Regions from separate parts of the Mus musculus genome. Here region 2 is linked to region 1. Evidence: chromatin contacts called from public promoter capture Hi-C data. All regions are on one chromosome and are shown on one strand. Each heading gives the region's core, a stretch centred on a gene start, on an enhancer-like site or on the middle of the called end of the contact. The rest is flanking DNA. Distances are from core to core; before and after follow the strand shown. Region 1 holds the start of Shox2 (short stature homeobox 2). Region 2 has its middle 16 kb from the start of Ccnl1.

Region 1 (5,523 bases), core at 2,810-5,309:
GCACTTAACAGATGCTAATTTTCTTTATAGTCTGTACATCCATAAACCTAATTGGTATATCCGTTTGGCAAACCTAGACCCTCAACGAAACCCAACTCCAGAGAGCAAAATACTCGTTGTAACTTTTAAGGCTTCAGAGATAAAACGTTTTCTATGGCATTTTTTTTAAGGCTTATAAAAGTAGGCCCATTAGGATTAAACCACATTAAAGACAGCGAGGGGCTAGGGGGGTGTGGTTAATAGAAACTCTGGGAGCAAGCCCAGCACAGCTTTCTTTTTCAGCGAACATATGTTGGCTTAGGAGTGAAAGGGGCTACGGGATCAAAACCCATTTTAGAAAATAAGATCTTTAGAAAAGATGTCCCCCCCCTTTTTTTTTCATCTCACACCAGACACCTGCAGCTTCCCCGCAAACATTAGGTATAGCACTCTGACTTTCAGGACCCAGCCTCCACCTCCTCGCAATGGGGGTACCTGTACTCGGGCCTCAGAGAGCCCCAGTCGCTGGCTCAATTCCTCGCGCATGAAAGCGTCTGGATAGTGGGTCTCATCGAAAAGCCTCTCCAGCTCGTTGAGTTGTTCCAGGGTAAAATTGGTCCGACTTCGCCTCTGCTTGATTTTGGTCTGGCCTTCGTCCTCCATCCCTTTCGCATCGTCTTTGCGATCCTTCAGTTCAGGGGACACTGAAGAGGGCACCACGGAAGGACCACACGTGCGTCGGAGCACGCACCACCACACACACACACACACACACACACACACACGAACAAAAAAAAAAAAAAAAAGCAAGACAGTCTCATTACCAGATTTTTCCAGAAGGCTAGAGACTCCTAAACCCTGGGAGCGCGGGATCCCTGTGAAGACCTGGAGAGAGGATGGGGTCTCTGAGACCCGCAAAGTCTCGTCTGTATAGCTGCCTGGGGACAAGGTGGGCACGCGGCTACCCAACTCAACTGGGGTCTTAGCTTACCCTCTCACTACCTGTTCCCTTCCCTTCTGTCAACACCAAATGCATTCCTGACCCTATGGCACTCACTGACCCACGCACTCACGGAAATCAAAAGCGCTGCGCGGGCCTCTCCCAGAGCCCGGTCTCGGTTAAAGGGCGCGGCAAGGCCACGCGATGGCCTCGCACGCCAGCTATCCCCAGAGGGCTGTTCCGCTGTCCCGCCAGCCTCTGCTGCCTCTGGCCCTTTGCCTCCCGCAAACTTGCTGGTCTAATTTAGGAACAACTGGGCCCGCTGAAAGGTTGCAGCAGGAAAACGAGATTCTGGTACAGCGCTGCGCCGAAAGCCACGTCCCCGGGTACCCAAGGGCTCGGACCAGACCCCTACGGATGGTTCCATCAGCAACTAGGCAGTCCCTGTGCTCCCTGCCAGACTCGGGTCGGATTGGCACAGGCAACCACGCCATGTTGGCGGCCTGGATGACTGGCCGCCCACGCTGGGCCAGAAGGGTAGAGGCGGCAAATCAGACAGACTCTGGTGGTCAGCAAAACCCACCGCTGCATCTGTCCTCTCCTTCTCCCTCCCCGGTGGAAACCAAGGATCGACCCTAAAGGCTTAAACCCACTGAGATCAACAGGTTCAAGCAGAACATTCCTCGGTTTCTATTGGCTGTTCAAAACCTTTTCATGCATCCAGCCGCTCGGATGTTTAATAAAATATGCATTTTCCCCCTCACATTCGTTGCTACTTTGCTGTCCTTCCATGTAAAAGATAGGAGCTCTGGCAGTGTGAGCAAATAGAGCCACACGAGGGGTGGTATATATGTATGTCAAAAGGCAATGATGAGGACAGTCAAAGTCAGGCCCATATCAATACAAGGTCCACCCAACCTTCATCCTCTGCATGATTTGGAGATGGATGTCCACTGTCAAAGCTAAGTTTAGATAGTAGAGGCTGTTTTTGATTCCTCCCAACCCAGGAACCGGATCAACACAGAGGGGAAAAAATTAAGTCGAAAGAGCCAAGCTACAAAGAAATTAACACTTGCCCAGAGCTTGGAAATCAACAACCCCAGCAACTGGCTCACCCAGGCTTGCCAGGGCTATGTAACCCGAGTCTCAGAGCTATGAACCTTGAAGGGTTACTCTGGGGGCCCCTTTATCATTTTACCCTATCACGTTCTAAATTTAGGGGAACACGGCCGGCCGGGATCTCGGTGAAGGCAAAGCGCCCCATCTTGCCCCAGCTTGGCATTCTATACAGTAACCTTATTTATTGCCTGTATTTCTGCTTCTCAGAGTTCATTTTGTGGACGTTTGTTCTTCCTCCGGGAAGGAAGTAGATAAGGTCACAGCAAACATTAGGGGTCAATTTAATAGAAAACATTACTAGGACAATCTCACTAACATCTTAGTAAAATTTAAACAGGAACATATATTCTTCAGATGGGAAGGTGGACTGGCTTTGTCTGTTGTCACCCCCAGAGTGGATTCCCCTCAAAGTTTAGGGGCTTCAAAGGAAAACAAATCCAAATTTCAAGTTGATTAATAGACTTAATATAATGTCTCTTTCGCCCCCAACTTTCCACTTAATGGCCTAAACAGGAACAGACCGTGTTATAAACAAGTTAATTGCTTGCTTAAATTTGTGATTCTACGCATGCCACATATTTTCTTAATTGGAAAAATATGGCAGCACACCAGTTACTGCAGTACCGAGTGCCAAATTAATTTTTAACTTTGAGTTGATGGACGCTTCACCGGTTAGATAAAGCCTTTTTCTAACACTGCTCTCTCCAAAAGTCTCTCTCTCTCTCTCTCTCTCTCTCTCTCTCTCTCTCTCTCTCTCTCTCTCTCCATCTCTTTCTCTCTCTCTCCTAAAGTACTGCACGATTCTAGCCAGTAAAGAAATTGTGTATGTAGTGTCCTCGTCGTCGTCCCCCACCCTCTACTCCTCAATTCCTCCACCGAGAGGGAATCACCTTGGCCTGGACCTTTGGCTGGCTCCTACCTTAACTGTTCAGTAAGAATGTGAAGTTTGGTCCCCAAGATCCGGAGATTTGGGGGCTTTGCAGAGTTACAGTGGTTTTGATGGCAAATCTAAAGAAGGGCAATGTCGTGTGGCTCTCCTCTTTCTCTCCCCTCCCCTTCTCTCCTTTAGGCTTAGGAAAGGGGTTCTGGCAAACTCGGGACTACGGGCTAGTTACAACCGGCCTCCTAGTGAGCCCCTGCCGCACCCCTTCTCGCCGCGGGCCACACAAACTTCGCCGTCCCGCAGCGCGGCCCCATCCTCCCGCTCGCGAAAAACATATTTCGGTGCAACCGGAGCGACAGAGAAGGGTGCGCGAAACCCCACGCCCTCCCCCACGCGAGGACCCCACCCACGACGGAGCAGTCTGGCCTCCTACCCCTCCACTATCCCGGTATCTCCCAAAGCTGGGGTCCAGGGCCCTCTGCGATGCCGCCCTCCTCCCGCTCGGGTCCCGGGTCCTCTCCCGCCCCGAGGATAAGGGAAGGCAGTAAGGGGAACCGCGGCCGGGGGCAGGCCGTTACCCTCCGTCAGCCGCGGGCTGCCGGGCTCCCTGCTCCGCTCCGCGGCTCCCATGTCCAGCTCCCGGACGGGAGAGCGCCCTCCTCCAGCTCCTCCGCCTGCTCCTCCTCCTCCAGCACCTCCTCCGCCTCCTCCGCCTCCGCCTCCGCCTCCTCCCGCGCCGCCGCCTCCGCCGGCCGCCCGGACTGCCGGGCTGCTGCGGTCGTCGCGGCCCGGCTCGACGCAACCGGGCTCTTTGGCCCCGCGCAGCGGCCCGCTCTCTAGCACCTCCCGGTACGTGATGGCCTCCTTCTTCTCCTTCACTTTCTGGTCAAAAGACTTGGAGACGAACGCCGTAAGTTCTTCCATCGCGGCCGCTGCCGCCGCCGGTCAACCTCGCGCTCAAGCTCTCCCTGCCGAGCCCCGCTCTTTTTTTCCTCCTTCTTTTTTTACTGCTCCAGCCCCCCCAATAATAACACATCAATGGGGCAGGGGGATGGGGGAGGAGAGGGAGGAGGAGGAAGAAGAAAAAGAGGAGAAGAAAGAAGAGGAGAAGTAGAAGGAGAAAAAGAAGTAAGAGGAGGAGGAGGACGAGGAGGAGGAGGAGGAAGGAGGGGGTAAAGGGGGAGAGGGGGGAGGAGGGAAGGGGCGGGGGCCGCCAGAGGGAAATGGGAACTGATGCTTCCCTGCCGGAGTGCGCGTGTTCAATGTTAAGATCTTTGACAATTCTTCCTGCGGAGAGTTCAGATCTGATAGCGACGCAGCTCTTGAAGTCTCACTATTTATACTTCCTAAAGGCGGGCCTCTTGTTCTGAGTAAATTACCTCCCCTCGCAACTCCTAGTGAACCCCTTCGCGGGTAGCAGGAGCGCCACTACCTGGGGTGGGGAGGAGAGGGAGTGGGGACGAGAGAGAGAGAGAGAGAGAGAGAGAGAGAGAGAGAGAGAGAGAGAGAGAGAGAGAGAGAGAGAGAGAATATGAATATGAATATTGAGGATGGAGGATCCAGGCTGGAGTCCACCGGGCTGGAGAGGGAGGGCAAGCAGGGGACCAGAGGGGGCGGGGAGAGGAGGCAGGTCCTCAGCGGTCGGGTTTTCTGATAGCCTCGGCCGCTGGTGCTCTTGGCCATTAATCCAGGATTGACAAGAATCCCTAATTAATTTAATTAAGCGTGGATTTTGCGTTGGTGTCACGACTTAGTAAAACACTGGGGAACTGGATAGACTTCTCGGAGGCGGGGCCAAGAGGAAACTGACAAGTGCATTGCAATCAGAGTCAGTGGGTATCCTCAGAGAGTACCCGACCCTACAGCCTCGCTCTGGGTGGGCATCCCAACTGCTCGACCCTACAATGATGACCCCTGGTCTCTGGCCCAGTATCGGGCTCTCTATGGTTAATAGGCCTAGCAACCATTCCAGTATTCCGTTCCTGCACCCTTTCTTGCTCCAAGCCGCTGCAGCTGCACAGCGGTGCATCCGGTCTTCACGCGCCTGCTGCGAATGGGGCTTCATTGCAGCACCTCGGAAGGCTTCACCTCCTTTTAGGATCTTCCGAACGCGCAGCCAGCCTCACTGAGTACTGGTCCCTGTAATTCACTCTACTACTTTGGAGTCAAAGCTGACTCCCATAAAGACACATCCCGCTAGAAGGGGTTGGTCGATTTAACTTGTTTCCTGAGCAGCTGTTCTCTGCCAGATTCGGTCTTAAGGTATTTTCTTACAGCCCGGTCAGGCGCAGTTCCATTTCGATTTTCTCTATGAGGTCTAAGGGTTCTTACTCCTTTTCCTAACAACTCCCTGCACCCTGCCCTTAATTATTTAGCATCTTGGGGGGCATTCTAGTTCGATTTCCTAATTCTGAAAAACAAAAGATGACTACTTTTTGAGTTCTGCGGAAAAAATTACCGATGTTGCTTGTCGCTCGACTAATTTTTGTTTACCGTGGACTGTGAAAAAAAGACTCACTCTTTGGAGGGGGGAAAACAACTCTCTTTCTGATTTATAACTTAAAAACTGTATATTTGACAATTATTTTATAAAAACTCTTAA
Region 2 (5,597 bases), core at 1,963-4,462, 1.0 Mb before region 1:
CTGGAAATCTAATGAACATTATAAGTTTGAGCATTTAAACATAAAACCAGAAATAACATGAACTCTTCAATGATGTAGTTGTTTAAACACACTTCTCTATGCATCGTTTCACGTTAGAGGACTGTTAACATCTGCCGGCCCCTAGAATAGCTGTAGCCATTTTGTTCCGTGTCTGTCAGCTATTACATATTGTTGCTGTAACATGGCTACCAGTCACTGATGCAGAAGAATCACTTGACTCAGAGCTAGGTTTTGCTGACCATATCGCCTGTTATATTTAGTATGTTCTATATGACTTTTGTTAATCTTAAGAAAGTCCACAAAGCTTCACTTAGGACCCATCAAATCAAAGGTCAATATGAACAGTTCTGTCTAAAACGGCTTGAGTCAGAACTGACCGCTGACTGGGCAACTTCCTGCACCTGTGTATGAACTTACTGTGGTTTTGCAATATTTTCCTTTATAAGCCTGAGAACAGACTGGTACCACAATTAGGTTCCTGATCCCTTTTTGTGTTCCTGATCTGCTCAGTACTGGGATGTAGGTTCAATAAACTATTCTTGATTAACTGAGATTGGTGTTCTTATGGTTTTTGTGGCAATTTCTGAGCCCCAAGAAGGAGTCCCCTAGTTTACTGTGTTATTTTGCTTTCATGAGTACATGGAAAAATCCATTTGGATTTGGTTGATTGTTTCCCTATTACTAGATTTACGTTAAACATTTTTTCCAGGACTACTCCAAAGATGCTGTGCCTGCACACATGGTTTCCATCAGGCGGCAAGATATTGAGTTAATTTGGCTGTTCTGGAACTCTCCACCAAGCCTGCCTTGAACTCAGAGATCTGCCTGCTTCTGCCTCCCAAATGTTGGGATTAAAGCTGTGGGCCACCACTGCCTGGCTCAACTCCAGTCTTCACGTTTGCATAGCGAGCAGTTTAAACCGCTGAGTCATCTCACTAGGCTGGTACCTTTACATTGTCAAAATTTTAACTATTTATGGCATGATTTTTTTGACCTTACATAGAGCTCTGCGTGTGTGTGTGTGTGTGTGGGGGGGGGGCAGGGCATGGCATGAGAGTGGAGGTGGGAGGACAGCATGTGGGACTTTGTTCTCCCCACACAATGTGGAATCTGATAGTTTCCCCACTGAAAGAGAAGACTTCCTGGCTTCCCTTGTGGATTAGGGAAGCCATTTCTACCCCTGGAAGGAATTTTGGCCACCGGCATATGTCGATGACAAAAGTGTCCCTTTACCATGAATAGACATAGTTCCACCTAAGGTCAGACCAAGGCTCATTTCCAGTTTCTCTGTGGACTGTATAATTTATTCTTCATGAGAGGATTTAGCGCAATGGTTCTCAACCTGTGGGTTGAGACCCCTTCAGAGTTGCCTAAAACCATCAGAAAATAGAGATATTTACATTATAATTTATGACAGCAGCACATTTACAGTATAATGTAGCAATGAAAATAATTTTATAGTTGGGGGGGTCACCACAACATGAAGAATGTAATAAAGGGTTGTAGCATTAGGAAGGTTGAGGAACCACTGAGTGAGATCAATATTCTCTCCAGCCTGGGTTCAAAGCACAACCTAGTGCTTTAAGAATATAACCTAGCCTCTACAAAGGCCTGCACTTACCTTGAAGCCTACAAGGACCATCTTTTCTAAAAATTCCCAAAGCCTCTAAACAACTGATCTAGTTAAGAGATATGCTTAATTGCTGTATGTGTTGATCTAGAGATCTGTCCATCAAAGAAAGGAGTGGAGCTGGCTTCTTTACTCTTCCTTAATTAGTCCATGTTACATGTAAATTATTTATTACAGATTTGACAAGCTGACTCCTTTCATCTTTCCTCCGTTGGTTGAGCGTATGGAATGAGAATGTAGAAATTTTTAAAAGATTCTGTTAATAGGGTTAATTAAAAAAATTTTGGTTGTTCAGTTTTAACTTTGCAAAATAAGAGATTTACTTTTGACACGGCAGTCACTGACTTGGGTAGTAACATGGGCTGTTTCTAAAATATTTTTCCTGATTCTCACCCCCCCCCCCCCCAAAATCTTTTTTGTGACAGCAACTAGGCTAACATTGCAGCTTAGGAAGGACTGTGACATCATACTGAACAATACTCATTTTGTAACTAAAGGAAAAGACTTCCTGAAAACACATCAGAGGGTACTTTGCAAGAAATTTTAGTTGGACTTAGTTGTAAACACTGTAACATTGACCTCACTGGAGAGAAAAGTCCTGCATTGGTGATGGCTATTTTGTTTCTGTCTAGTGGCATACATACTTCAGAAACAGATGTTGCTCATCTACTGCTCCTCCAAACCATCACAAACAAGATTTTTTTTTCTACCAGTCAATAAACAATTTAGAGGTGTTTACATTCCTAAGTTTTTCAGCTACTTTAGAAATGAGTACATTGGAATACGAACAAAATTGCTTTTGGTAGTTCACACTGTTTTCATGTGTATCTTTGGATTCTCAGAAGCAACCAAGTTTCTAGTTACAGTGTTCCCGGAGATCAGTGGAGTGCTGGCTGGATTACTATTTTGTATTTAGATAAAAGGACAGTTTACACCTAAATTTTAAGATTTCAGTCGAGTGGTGATGGCTCAAGCCTTTAAATCCCAGCACTTGGGAGACAGAGGCATGCTAGATCTCTGAGTTTCAGCCACCCTGGTCTACAGAGCCCCAGAGCATCCAGAAATAGAAACACCCTGTCTTGAAAAGAGAAAAAAAAATAAATAAATATAATTGTAGGTACTGTAGTGACTCGTTTATAATGCCAATTTTACTATAGGTAGTCAGCGTGGCTCGGCTTTAAACTTAAAACCTCGACACCTAGACGTCAGCCTATAGTATTGGTAAAGCATGCTATTTTCTAGTGTGTTGTGTGGGATTTGCGGACACTCAGTCCCAACGTGGACTGTGGGAGAGAAAGCTGTTTCTGCTCTCCAGTAAAGCGTTTGGGAACATTCAAAATGCCAAGGCCATGACATCACATGTTCTTTATCTTCTTGATAGGAAAGCTGGTAAATGTTCTGGGGCAAGTGAATTTTGTAAACAGGTCATTACGAAGATATTAACAAGGTTTACGGGAGCCTGGTAAGACCTTCGTCACCACAACTCAATAGGGCACTGGAGAGATCAGGACTGGACAGCCGCACTGTGCCCCAGGGAACTGGGGGAGGCAGGGCAACTCCTTCCCCCCCACCTCCACCCAACTCGCTGACCACGTGGTACCGCAGAGCGGCAGACAAGCGACGTTAGTGTCCCCTGCCCCAGCTAGGAAAAGCCGCGGCTTTTCCGCCAGAGAGCATACGCTGGGACTAACAAGTTTCGGGTTGGGACTCATCCAGCCCCGAGGAGTGTCCACTGATCAGTTTCTGGGAAAGCCAGCAGGGAGCCGCGCTGGGCGGGGGAGAGAACCGGGTGGAGCGGAAGTGCACAAACCGGAAGCCGTCATCTAGCCCCGCCCACCCGCTCGCGCGGCGCCCTCCTCCCATCCTGTGGGCGTGTCTAACTCGCTCTCTGGCTTCTGTCCCTGCGAGCGCTGACGCTGCTCCTCTTCTGGTCCCCGCAGCGCCAGCCTCCTGTGACGCCAATAGCCGAGTCCTTATCCAGTCTGGCCGTGGGCCTCGGGGGTGGGCTGAGTGACCAGTTGCTTCTCCTGTGCCTTGGCCTCCAAGCACTTAAATTGAACAGTTTTTAGAGTTTCTTCAAACTTTAAATGTACCCATTTCTTGTGTGAAACTATTATTAATCCCCTCCCAAGCTGGGGGCTTCCGTTGAAAGGAAACAACAAGAAAATAGGTCAATTAGATGTATTTGGAAACGTTGAGCTGTATTTATGCCTTCCCTCTAAACTGGAGAGAGCGTGGAGGCTTTCTGTAAGAAGGCTGGGATAAGACACCTTAGCCTAGCTTGAAAAGATTAATGTAATTTTTAATTTTCTTTTGGATTGTCCTATCCAAGTATTGCGTCTTGAAAGGCTGGACATGAAAAGCAGCTGAGTTTTAGAGAATAGTTAATTGTCTTAAAAAGGCCAGAAGGCTAATTTAAGTGAACAAAAGCCACCGCCTTCAGGCCAACTTGAATAAGGCGCCTTTAAATAAGCGGTGTCTGAGTGTGCCCCACCCCCACCCAGGCTCTGCCTGCTTTTGTCTTTTTTCTCTTTACTACTGTTATTAGTTCACTTCCTAAATTCCCTTTTGTCTCGACTCCCCTCCCTATTGCCACTTCCTTTGTTTTGTTTTCAACACTATCAGATCTTTGGCTGCTTTCCTGATGATTGAGCTGTCCTTTTTATCCTGCCCTTTAAATCCCCACAAACCTAAATTGCAGGGTTAAAGAAAACATGTTCATAAGGGTGTCAAAAGACAAAGAATTTTCATATAGTTGTTTTGTGTATAAGTCTAGAATTGGGCAACATTTCATCTATAAAATGGGTGTTCTGATAGACGGAGGCAGAATAAGTTAGTTTTATGAAGAATGGAGTGCTGATGACCCGTGAAAGAGCAAACCGATTAGACATTTCACAGTGACTGTTCTTGTAAGGCAGGAGTGGAATTCTGACAGTTGACAAAAACAAGCAGACAAAACCCCCAAACCTAATTGGTTAACATTATTTTACTTCAGGTCGCCTTTAGTGTTAGAATAGAGAGAACTGACTGGTTCCTGTTGAGACCGACCAGTCAGGAACTTGCTCCAGACTCTTGGGAAGATCAGTTTAGATTTGGAGATGTGGAATTGATGTAACTGATTCCATTTTTATATTCAGTTGGTTGTATTCTGGCCTAGTACAGGCCATTTAAAAATTATTCTCTTATACTGTACAGAACAGTTTCCCCTCTCTCCGCTTCTCCCAGTCTCCCCTCTCCCCTAGATCCATTGCTTCTGTTTCCCTTGAGAAAAAAAGCAGGCCTCCCAGGGATATCAACAGAACTTGGCATAACAAGTTACACACAAGTTGCAATAAGACTGGGCACAGACCCTCAGATCACAGCTAGAGGAGGAATTCCACTAGGAGAAGGGTCCTAAGGGCCGACAAGAGTCAGGGACAGTCCCACTCCCGCTGTTAACAATCATAACATTTATACAGAGGACCTAACTCAGACCCATACAGGCTTCCTGATTGTCGCTCCAGTCTCTGAGCCTCAACAAGCCCTGTTTAGTTGATCTGTGGGCTGTGTTCTCATGGTGTCCTTGACCCCTCTGGGGCCTACAATCCTTCCTCCTCTTCCTCAGGGCTCTCTGAGCTCCCACAGGCCACTGTTTTTTGAGGAGGGTTTTTTTTTTGTTGTTGTTGTTGTTGCTGTTGTTGTTTTGAGCAGGGACAAAAAGTTCACATGCATATGGAGGCTGGGGCTTTAGCTCAGTTAAGGCCTCCCTTAACATGGGTGAAGCCTTTGACAGAGATGCTTCCCACTTTCTACTGTGGATGTTCGGTGAAAGGAGAGTGCCTGGGTGGATGGAGAGGGAGAGGTGGGCCAGCTTGGAATGGGAAGTGGGGATTCTAAGTGTAAATTACTTAGAATCTAGAACAGGAGAAAGTCCAGCGGGATGAACAGTGGTTTGAAATGTTAGAAA

What was found. Promoter capture Hi-C pulls out the DNA fragments that hold promoters and counts their contacts.
Region 2: a promoter capture Hi-C map of embryonic stem cells shows a contact between it and region 1, with 4 times the contacts expected there. The contact joins the enhancer-like site here to the promoter of Shox2 in region 1. A contact is called at or near these places in 2 of 39 promoter capture datasets (embryonic stem cells and liver), 1 of 484 Hi-C or Micro-C datasets (palatal mesenchyme), 7 of 115 datasets of contacts at active chromatin or transcription factors (astrocytes, bone marrow-derived macrophages, embryonic midbrain and 4 more) and 1 of 9 other capture datasets (embryonic stem cells).

Annotation. Positions count from the first base shown.
Region 1 is chr3:66,977,712-66,983,234 of GRCm38.p6, forward strand. It overlaps Shox2 (short stature homeobox 2), which reads right to left and starts at 4,060. Exons shown (of 5, transcript NM_001302357.1): 1 at 3,500-4,060; 2 at 475-683. The coding sequence starts at 3,845. It also overlaps a transcript of Rsrc1 not described here.
Region 2 is chr3:65,971,354-65,976,950 of GRCm38.p6, forward strand. No RefSeq gene overlaps it. Among named protein-coding and RNA genes, the nearest start is that of Ccnl1, 16 kb to the left of the region's middle. Within about 2 kb of position 3,213, at least 437 of the 459 cell types and tissues checked have an H3K27ac peak or open chromatin away from gene starts, as enhancers often do. A contact at or near this core is called in astrocytes, bone marrow-derived macrophages, embryonic stem cells and 5 more, where this site is marked.